2 separate regions of the Sus scrofa genome follow, and region 1 is linked to region 2. The links are chromatin contacts, called in public Hi-C maps. All regions are on one chromosome and are shown on one strand. The core of a region is the stretch at or near the end of the contact, and the rest is flanking DNA. Distances in the headings are between cores, read along the strand shown.

Evidence for each region. Hi-C and Micro-C count contacts between places; a contact is called where the count stands out from the background.
Region 1: a Hi-C map of fetal skeletal muscle shows a contact between it and region 2, with 4 times the contacts expected there. The contact joins two enhancer-like sites. A contact is called at or near these places in 1 of 5 promoter capture datasets (liver), 22 of 47 Hi-C or Micro-C datasets (adipocytes, adipose tissue, alveolar macrophages and 14 more) and 2 of 2 datasets of contacts at active chromatin or transcription factors (alveolar macrophages and skeletal muscle).

Annotation. Positions count from the first base shown.
Region 1 is chr13:67,769,071-67,774,509 of Sscrofa11.1, forward strand. The region is part of intron 2 of VGLL4 (transcription cofactor vestigial-like protein 4); the gene reads right to left. Among named protein-coding and RNA genes, the nearest start is that of VGLL4, 100 kb to the right of the region's middle. Within about 2 kb of position 1,956, at least 22 of the 83 cell types and tissues checked have an H3K27ac peak or open chromatin away from gene starts, as enhancers often do. A contact at or near this core is called in adipose tissue and fetal skeletal muscle, where this site is marked.
Region 2 is chr13:67,520,855-67,526,275 of Sscrofa11.1, forward strand. All of the region lies in intron 18 of ATG7 (autophagy related 7), which reads left to right. Among named protein-coding and RNA genes, the nearest start is that of ATG7, 110 kb to the left of the region's middle. Within about 2 kb of position 3,202, at least 6 of the 83 cell types and tissues checked have an H3K27ac peak or open chromatin away from gene starts, as enhancers often do. A contact at or near this core is called in adipose tissue and fetal skeletal muscle, where this site is marked.

The sequences.
Region 1 (5,439 bases), core at 706-3,205, 250 kb after region 2:
ACCAGCTGGAAACCAGACTTTCACTGTCCTCCTGGCCCTTTCTCTCACACCCTGCTCCACCCAGGGCCTCTCTCAGTATCACTAAGATCTTCCCGCTTCTCCCTCCTCCAACTCCTCCATCCCCTCTACCCCCTCTGGCCTAAACCACTGCAGGTTCACAGCTCTCCTATTGCTCCTCTTACCCTCCAATCTACTCTCATGGGCCTGCCTGGCTTTTCTGCGAACTCCTACCCACCACCAGGAGCACATGTTGCTCATCCGTGCTTTGTTCACAATGGAGGGGGGACTGGACAAGTAATTGCACCAACCGAAGGAGGAATTTGAAGAATTTGGAAGGAGGAATTCCTGTTGTGGCTCAGCAGAGAAGAACCCAACCAGTAATCCATGAGGATGCGGGTTCGATCCCTGGCCTCGCTCAGTGGGTTAAGGATCCGGCATTGCCAAGAGCTGTGGTGTAAGTTGCAGATGAGGCTCGAATCCGGCATTGCTTGGCTGTGGTGTAGGCTGGTAGCTGCAGGTTCAACCCCTAGCCTGGGAACTTCCATGGGCTGCAAGTGCAGCCCTAAAAGACTCCCCCCAAAAAAAAAAATTGGAAAGTATCAGCACCAAAAGGCACAGAGACTCAACTAAGGTAAGGACTAGAAAGTGTCCATTAAACGTGCCACTAGGATATCATTTAGTAACCTCGTCCAGAACAATTTCAGTGGAGCCCTGGGAACAGAAGTCAGATGACAGTGACAGTGGATTGAGGAACAGAAGGTAAGGAGGGATACAGTGACCTTCTTCTCCTGGTAACCTGGATGGCAAGGAAAAGACTGTGCGATGGCTAAAGGGTAACACAAGGCCTAGGGATGGACTCGTTTTTGTTTTAAAGTTGGGAGACACTTGGGCGTTAAGTACATGATGAAGAGAAAGACCCAGGAGAGGAAGAAGGGGAATCAGAAGAGCAAGAGAGCACAGATAAGTTCCTGCGGCCAGGGAGGTTGGGACTTGTGAGCACCGATGCAAGAATCAGCCTTTCACTGAATCTAAGGGAAAGCAAAGAAGGATGGATTGTGAAGAGAACACAGGTAGGAAAGCCAAGGAGGTATGGCGGGTCCCCTATTTTCTCCTTAAATGGCACATAAGGATCCTTCCAGCTGGGTAAGAAGTCTCTCTCCTGTTCTTTCTCTTTGTTGCACAAAATAGAAAGCCATGCATGGCATGCACGTGTGTATGTGTGTGATACAGATGTGTACTTCAATGTGCAGTATTTATTATTATTATAAATATAAATAATAATACTAGCATTTATACTATTTCACATTTTCAATGTGCTGTATTTATTATTATTACAAATATAAATAATACTAATAAATATTAGTATTTATACTATTTCACATTTTCAATGTGCTGTATTTATTACTGGACGCCAAGAGCAATGTCTAATGTCTGCTAGTCCTAGAACTCTACTTCACTCTAGCTCTTCCGGCACCAGTGTCAGTCATCTCTCTCCCACTCTCTCTTTTTTTTTTTTTTTTGGCTACAGGTTCGGCATAAGGAAGCTCCCAGCCAGGGGTGGAATCCGAGCTGCAGCTGCAACGTACATCACAGCTTCAGCAACACTGGATCCTCAACCCACTGTGACAAGCCGGGGATCAAACCTGCACCTCACGGCAAACCAAGCTGCTGCAGAGACAATGCCAGATCATTAACCCACTGCACCCACAGCAGGAACTCCAGCCATCTCTTAGGGATATAAAGCCTGTAACAGAAAAGGGTCTCCATCAATATCCCCAGAAACTCGTGGTAATTGTTTCCAACTGTCCATTTAGCAGGGCCGTGCTGGAAAACCGGATGGAGGTTTTCTATCAAGAATGACCACTATTTTCCATCAGTGTTTTCCCTCCACTCAGTAGAACTTCAAGCCTGGTACCGCCGCTATTACGTAACCCTTTCAAAAGCTACGCAAGCCACTCTCCTGGGTGATTTGAAGCACTGGCAAAGAGGTCAGAGCTTTTCAAGAGGAAAGTAAAACAAGGGTTCTCCGTGGGGTGAGTCAATGGTTTATCAGTTGCTCCTCAGAAAAACATAGTTTAAAAGGACACGCGTAGTAAGAAAGAGAGAAAATGGGTACAGGACAAAGCTGCTGACATTGAAATTAAATTAAAAATTAATCCCTTGTCACTTTAATAGGGCTGCCACATAAGAAAAGATGTGTTTGTTTTTAAAGGGGGAAAACATCCAGAAATTTGCACTCATCACTCCCTCAACTGTTATCAGAGAAGAAGCACAGGCTCTGTCCAGCTGGATCTGGGGTAGTGTAAACACTTTGCTAAATTGCTTGGCAGAACGCATCTGCATCAAACCATTAAATTCTGGAATTCACTCTATTAAAATCAAATCATTAGCCAACAAGAATTCACAGGCAACTATTTTCATGCAAAACAGATATACAATAAAAATTAAGAGCGATACATATGGATGATCCTTTCTCATTCATAATTTTAGATGATGCACAATGCTGACTATTGTTTCAGGTCTTTGTTGCCCTTTAACAGCCATCTCTACACAATGTAGAGTATTGTCTGAATCCTGGAACAATTTAAGCTTTTTCTGTATATCTAAAAGTCCCTGGATTAACATCCAAAGAAACCTGGCACTGCAGCAAAGTTGACTTGTAACAAGTCTCAGCCTTTAAGCAAATTGCTTATTAATGCAGAACTAAAGTTTCTGCTCAGACCCTAATTAAGCTGTGTGTCTCCAGAAGTGTCCCCCACTCCGCACTCTCCAAAATGGGGCAGAGTTTTTCTAACACATGATTTTCCATTACAGCATGGACGGTGGAGGATTTTAACAGGTGGTGAAGACTGTGACCAAAATACTGGCTGAAAAAAAAAGTTCAGACCAAAGTGTCACCAGGTCTATTAACAGTGGAGCAGCAGGTGAGTGACAAGTGAGGCTGGGACATCTGCATTTATTCCATGGAGAAGTGCCCCACCCCACCCCCACTCCAGAGCAGGCTTCATATGGAAAAGACAAAAAACAACCTTATAAAAGGTCTTATAAACAAAACACAAAAGAAGATTTACAGCATAATTCCAGTTATACAGGACTTGGGGGAAAAAAAAAAAACAACAACCGGACAAAACTAAGCTAATTTGTTTAGAATGGCTCACACAGGTCACAAAGGCATGAAGAAAAGCAGTTTACAATTGCGATGACCTTGGGGGTTGGGAGGAATTCTGACTGGGAGAGAACACTTGAAGGAGGCAATTTACTCTTTCTTGACCTGGTGATGATCACAAGGCTGTCTTGTTTTGCTTTGTGTTTTTTTTTTTTTTTTTTACTGCACCCACGGCATGTGGAAATTCCTGGGCCAGGGATCGAACCTGAGCCACAGCAGTGACAACACTGAATCCCCAAATGCCAGGCCAGAGAACTCCAAGATTGTTTATTTTTTAACTGTAAACTACACATAAGTTCTGTGCACTTTTATGTATATATGGTATATTTCACAATCAAAAATGTTAAGAGACAAAGACAAGGAGAGAGACAGACAGACACAGGCAGAAAGACCAAGCCCAAGACCTAACACATTCCTTAGCAGAGTAGAGGCATTCCATAAATATTTAAGAGAGTGGATATTGGGTGACAAAAGGACAGTACTGAGTCTTCACTGATCACTTACTAAATATATTTCAGTTCATTATGTTTACAGACTTCTTTGCAAACAGATGGGTGAAATGTTAAGAGTTCGGCAAGATCATGTAAACAGCAACAAATTAAAAACAACTTGCAGAATAGATTTTCTATTTTTTTAGGGTAAATAAACACTCTTTCAACTGGTAGTGATCCACACTGTCAGGATTAAAACATATCCTGTACACCATACCCTGAAATTAAAACAATCTACAGAATTCTAAGAAAGGCAGGAAACAAAACAAAACAAAACAAAACAAAAAAACCCTGTGGAAAAGGCAAGATAAGAAAGCAAACTGATGGAAATAACCCTTAGAGCTTAGTAGAACATGTAACATTCAGGAAGGAAGAGAGAGAAAGAGAGCAAGAGAGAGAAAACTTTCAGACTCTGCTTTTAAAATTAAGTGGTTGGAGGGCTTGTGTGTGTGTGTGTGTGTGTGTGTGTGTGTGTGTGTGTGTGTGTGTGTGTGTGGTGTGTGTGTGTGTGTGTGTGGTGGTGGTGGTGGTGGTTGGGGGAGGCTGATATTTGACCTCATTAAAAAAAAAAAAGACTTTCTAAGACAAACTTGATGTTGCTGTGCTAGGCTAGAACCCAGCTTCGTGGAGCTCACGAAGTATATACACGGAGACCACGAAGCATAAACATTCACAGAAGACACGTTAAGATGCACAGAGATAAAACAGATACAGCCAGAAACAATCCCTGGTAAAACTAGTTTTATGTACTTGTGTACATGCAGAAGTGCTAAATCTGGATCTAATTTCTTCAACACAACACAACCCAGGGTTTCTACACCATCCTCACAAGCTTCACAATCAAGCAGGACCAAACTTTATGAGAGGTTTTGAATCTTCTCACACACAGAAGCGGAATTTCTTTGCACCTTATGGCATAAATTTTTTTTGTTTTTTTAAAAATCTTTCTTTCCAGTGACGAATCCAAACAGCCTAGGAAGAGAAGGCCATGCAGACAATGGGGAAAGAAAGGAGGAAGGAAGGAAGAGAAATCCGCCTTTGAAAACAAAGCCATGTGTAGGTTCCAAGAAACAGCCAAGTGAAATAATCCTTCCAGAGGAGGGCAGGGAAAGAAGGGAGGAGAGCTGGGAGGAAGGGGGGATGGTCACGCCTTCCCTTCACACACATGGTCATTAGAAGGGATCTGAGCTGGCCAGATCTCTCATAGGACTCTTGGGCTCACCTGGGCATATGTCTTATTAATCCATCTCCTCCCAATCTCTCCCTCCCCCCTTACCCGCTCAAATTAAAAGCTACAGTAAAATGAATTTCCACAGCAAAATAGTTACAGATGTTCCGCCTCAGAATACACCCCTGGATTAAGAGCTGGTCACCTGATATCTGGGGCTGGGGACTGAACAGAGCTGGTACAAAATGGCCCTGCTCTATGCCCTTTTCACCTTAGCAGTACCCAGAGGTCCTAAGTTTCCTGATGCCTCTGAGCTCATTAGACAAAGAACAATGAAACCAGGACTCTATTCCACTGCCAGTGGTTAAACTGGCAGAAAACAAAAGAAATCCGGTGCCCAGCCCTGCTCATATATCTCTAGCAGGGTCCTACCCCACTCCACCTCCCCAGTGTACATTTTCCTTTCAATCCCAGAAAATTAATTTAAACATAGCCTGCGGTGAAACAAGTGAGAGTTAGGTCCTTGAAACAACGAACAGCTCTAAAAGGTGAGGCACTGGGAATACTCTTCTTTTAAGCTTTCAGAAGATCACAATTTGCAATCTATTCTTACT
Region 2 (5,421 bases), core at 1,952-4,451:
TTCAGGATCGAGCAGTTGCATGTAACTGTCACATCTCTCTGACTTCTCTCAATCTGAAAAAGTTCCTTCACGTCTCTCTGACTTCTCTCAATCTGAAAAAGTTCCTTAGCCTTTCTTTGTCTTTCTTAACTTCAACGCTTTGACATTTTGTCAGTTATTTTGCAGAATTTCCTTTGACTTGGATTTCCTTATGATTAGATTCAGGTTATGAATTTTTTGCAGGAATACCAAAGAAATGATGATGTATCCTCATGTTAGGACACCCATGATGTACTTCATCCCCTTCGGTAATGCTTATTTCCCCCTTTCCTTACAAATACCTGGGGAAGGTATTTGTAACTACCTTCCCCAGCAGTGAGAAACCTGGCTCCCATTATCCTGGATATAGTCACTTGCTCAAGCCTAGAATACACAGAAAGTAGTTCTAAAATTGCTAGTCTATACTCCTACAGATAGTAAAGTTACTAACTAGAGTTTGGTAATCATACATGGTTCTCTTTTTTTTAGGTAAAATTTACATACAGTGAAACACATGAATCTTAAGAGAACCATTCTTTAATTTTGGCAGTGTTTCCATCACCCCAGAAAGTTCCCGGGTATCCCTTCCCAGCCTGTCCTGGGGGAGAGGAGCAGCATATTGAATATTGTGACCATTGTCTTTCACTAGAAGGAGTAAAACCAGGCACCTTCTGGTGTTTTATGTAGCAGTAGCCTTGTTCCTGATACTGGAAACTTCTCTCAGATCTGTACAGTCAGGAGCAGAGAGACCTGAGGAGACTCTTGGCAGAGTATCCTTACTCTCATACAATTGTATCTCTCAGAATCTTGGTGATATTGCAGGAGCAGACTGTTGTAAAGAAGCAACTTGGCGTTCATACCATCTGGGACTACCTAGTACACAGATGTGGCACAATGTGCCCGGAAACCTGATCTTCAGAGTTTAATTAGCCATTACCAACCCTAATACTATATATACTCATTTTGGTGTTTACAGTATGATGGGCTCTTCTGCTGATGGGTTATGATTAAACTTCCCAGAGTGACTTGTTATTAGCTTTTTTGTGTGCACCTGTGTATGTGTGTCTTGAGAGGCGATAGGGAGAGGTTGCCATAAGAAGGATGTCTTGCTATCACCATACAGTAAACTGTACGTCCTTTTTGCCTTTGTCATAGCCACCCTGTCCACTTATCTTTTGATATGATAGAGTCCACCTTCCTTCTCTCATTTCTCTTAAATTTGTTACTTAAGCATGAAATACCGAAATTAAATTCAGCTATTTATTTAAACTTTTTTTTTTTTTAAGAAAACCTGTATCCCAAAGGAACTTGTTACCTAAATGTGCTACAGATGCACTGTTTATTTTTATTTTTATTTTTTTTTGGCCGAGTCCGCAGCATAGGGAAGTTCCCAGGCCAGGAAATGAATTCAGGAGAGAACAGTAACAATACTGGATTTTTAACCCACTGAGCCACTTAAAGAATAGATACAGTGGAGTTCCCATTGTGGCGCAGCGAAAACGAATCTGACTAGCAACCATGAGGTTGTGGGTCTGATCCCTGGCCTTGCTCAGTGGGTTAAGGATCCGGTGTTGCCGTGAGTTGTATAGGTCACAGACATGGCTTGGATCTGGCGTTGCTGTGGCTGTGGTGTAGGCCAGCAGCAACAGCTCTGATTAGACCCCTAGCCTGGGAACCTCCATATGCCGCTGGTGCAGCCCTGAAAAGACAAAAGACAAAAGACAAAAAAAAAAAAAAAAAGGAATAGATACAGCATTTAGAGAACAGAAAGAAAGACCAATGGTAGATTTAGAGGGAGAAGTTTCCGCTCTTACTGTGTATCTGTTAGCACACATTCATTTTTCAACTGACATTTGAATGTCTGCTGTATGCCCCAGATACAAAGATGATTAAAGTAGCCACTGCCCTCAAAGAACACTGTCTAGAGAGTAAGACCTATAAACCAACATCTCCCTAACACTCTGTTAAGTTCTGCAGGCAGGGTCCATCCTCTTGGTCCGGTATCCTGTACTATTGACTTTGTGAATGGGAAAGACCAGAGAGGCCTTGCAGTGTCTTCTAGGTCAATGCTAGAGGATGAATAGGAATTTGTAGAAATTCATGGGAGAGAGGGCAAGAGGAAGGTCCCCCAGGCATGGGGGTCATGTGTTTGATAGCCAGAGGCCAGCAAACAGTGTTGATGCCATTGTCCTGTGTAGCAGTTGTGACAGAGTCTGGGTCACGTAATTCAGTTCTAATTGTCCTCTTGTCTTGGCGAGTGCCATTTTGATTTCAGCTCTTCTTGAGCTGGAGTCTGACGTACTTTTTCTAACACTTAAGGCTGCTATTTTGAATTTTATAATTCCATGTAAAACTTTCTCACCTAGCACAGGCTTAGGGGGTTTCCTAGCCTAAGGAATCCAGCAGCTGTAGCGGTTGGGGAGGGGAGGCCCCAAGGGTTGGGGGGTGCAGGAAGGCAGTCAGGGGATTTCCAGGCCCTGGCTCTCCATCCCCTGCTGGCCACAAGCAAGGTGCACCCCCCCATCCCCGTCTGCCCGCCTCCCTTTCTTCTTTTGTTAAATGAGTCAGTCGGATGAGATAAGCCCTGGCTCTCTATTGATGCTCAAAGTTACTAGCGTTTATATTTCCTTTACTTACTTTTATTTAATTCTTTATTCCACAAGCAATGCATTTTCATTGCAGAAAAATCAAAAAATATATTTAACTATAAAGAAGTAATCAACTACATTCCAGCCACTCAGATTATTGTTAGATGTGGATATCTACCCTTCTTGGCTTAAAAAAAAAAAAATCTGTATTTCATGGGTATGTGCAGATAATTGTCCTCTCTGAACATTCCTATTGTAGGTTTGAAATGAGCTTTAGAGAGAGGGGTTTATGGGGCTGCCTCAAGGATACTCTCTGCTCTGATTTGATAGGGTTTTAAATCTCAATCATTTACAAGGACTGGCTGGAGCCCAATCGGAAGAGCTCTCCAAAGCTTGTGCCAGGAATTTTTGCATACAGCTTCTCAGTGGCAAATATTGCTCAAAACTGGGCTGCAGCCAGATTTTCCTTCTCTTTTCCAAAAGGCACATAAATCTCTGATCTGGAAAATGATGAGTAACCCCCAGGTTCTCTTTTTCTATCTCATTTACCCAGGGAGAGCTCAAGTCTTCTGTTTTAATGTGTGATGGATTCCATATGTACGATTGTGTGGTGTAAACTGTTATCCCACATCTTGTCCTTAGCAACTAGTGTTTCCCCCATCTCCAGAACCGCTTGGTTCCCAAAAGAAGATGGAATATCCATCCAGAGCCAGTGTGGAGTATTTAGCTACAAGCTCTAACCTCAGAGCTCTTGGCTCTTCACCTCCTTGAAAAACCTTGGACATTTCTCCCTTTGCTTCAATTTCCTCATCCATAGAGTGGGGAAAATATTTTCTGTTTCCCAGGGAAATTGCAATGGCTGACGTGTATCCAGTTCCCCGTGACCAAGTACCAAGGCCTTTGCCCACTCCTGGGACTGATGTTGACATTAGGAATAAGAGGAAAACAAAGACCCCTGTGATCACGTTGGGTCTCCCAGGGTGTGTGGCACCCTTTCTGGGCTCACTGTTCAGAAGCAGGTATAGTGAAAGGCCTGATTGAAAGTCAAGGCTGTCTTGGCTTTGAGAAGCTGCAGAAACCTCCCATCATGGTTCATGATGACTACTACCACCAAAACCTTTTCTGGAATTCCAGAGAACTCAGCCTTACTGGTTACTTCTGACCTGTCTTCTGAGGCCACCTAATCAGTCATTAAGGTTCATGCTCCTTACTCCTGCCTCTGTCACCTGAAGTCACAAAGACATGCCTCCCTTGTCTAAACACATGCCTTTTTCCTTATAGAATCTCTTTTACCATCCAGGCTAGAAAATTTAGGGCTGTGTTCTCCTTAGATGGTTCTACTGGCTGCCTGGCCCAAGAACAGTCTTCAGGTTATTGAGAATCTGGGTTCCTTTTAATTTGGAATTACTCTCATTCACTTGTAGCCTTTTCCCCAAGCCCAACGCTTGACATAGTGGTTCTTAATTTTTTTAAGTCAACTGGTCCAGACGGATGAAAGCCTGCTCCCCTTCCCCCAAATGGAAGGCACACACAATTTTGCCGACAATTTCATGGGCTTCAAGAAGCCCCAGAAATGTACCTGCAGATCCTAGGAAGGCATCCTTGCTGAGTTTCTTTGGTACTGTTCCCACATTCTCCTGGGTGAGACTTTGGGGGATGTAGGTTGCAGCCAGCCCCAGCCCCGCAATGACCTCTCTGTTTAGCTTTAGGAAAGCAGCCCCCTTTCTCTGAGGACTTACTTTCTTCAACTGTAGTAAGTAAAGGGAGGTACATGGGCTGATCCATCACTGGGTTTTGTTACGCGACTCTGAGACTGTGTAGTCTCTTGATCAGCTACTTCGTATCTTGTGGCCCTGCTGTATACAGCTGGCACTGGAGGAAACACTGACCTGCTCAGAATTCTAAGAATTAATTCTCCTTCCTCTGGTGGTTCATTGATTTGACTCCTGATGGGCAAAGCGCCCCAACTGTCTTCTGTGGCTGTTCTTTCTTTCCTGCTTATATATGTAATACATCCATCTTCTTCCCTCCTCCTTCCACCCTTAATACCTTTGCCAGGTAGGGAGAGGGAAACATAGTAGTAACTGCTGGTTTTTTGCAATAAGGGAGCCATCAGCTTGGATTGGGAAACCTTTTATGGATGTACATGCTTGTAGATACACAAGTTGCATATAGTTATATATTTAGCTGTTTATATTGAATAAACACCCAAATATATATGTATATGACTTTATTTTAATGACTTGTCATAGTTCAATTCAGCAAATATTGGAGCTTCTGTTTCATGATACACTTTCAGATGATACAGAGGTCAATAAGACAGCCTCTGAAGATTCTGATGCTATCCTTCTGCACAAGATAGTAAAGTTATAGTACACAGTTATATACATGCCAGCATATTAACTTATTTAAATATCTTTATTCAGGAAATATTCCTAAGCTTAGATGGGATTACTAGTTCCTAGCTGATGATTAAATATGCTTTGAGTGGCAAGAAAAATTAATGAATGTTTTTGTAGATAAATAAGTGAACAGCACAAGAGAAAGGAATGGGAAGAGAGCCTGTGCCCTCTAGGGGCTCAGTCTGGTAGGTAGCTAAGGCTTGGTAGCAGGTGCCCTCTGCCTACTAGTGCAGAAGCGGAAGCATGCTTTATCATGAAGCCATAAGTGGCAGCTGTTATCAAATGATACATTTCAGTGCTCTCATTATTTATTCAGCTGAGCTTCTTTCCAGCTTTTACTATCTCGTGTGCTTTACTTGATGCTTTCGATGATTTGTTATTGTGTTGGAGGATCATTTCCAGAGTATATTAAA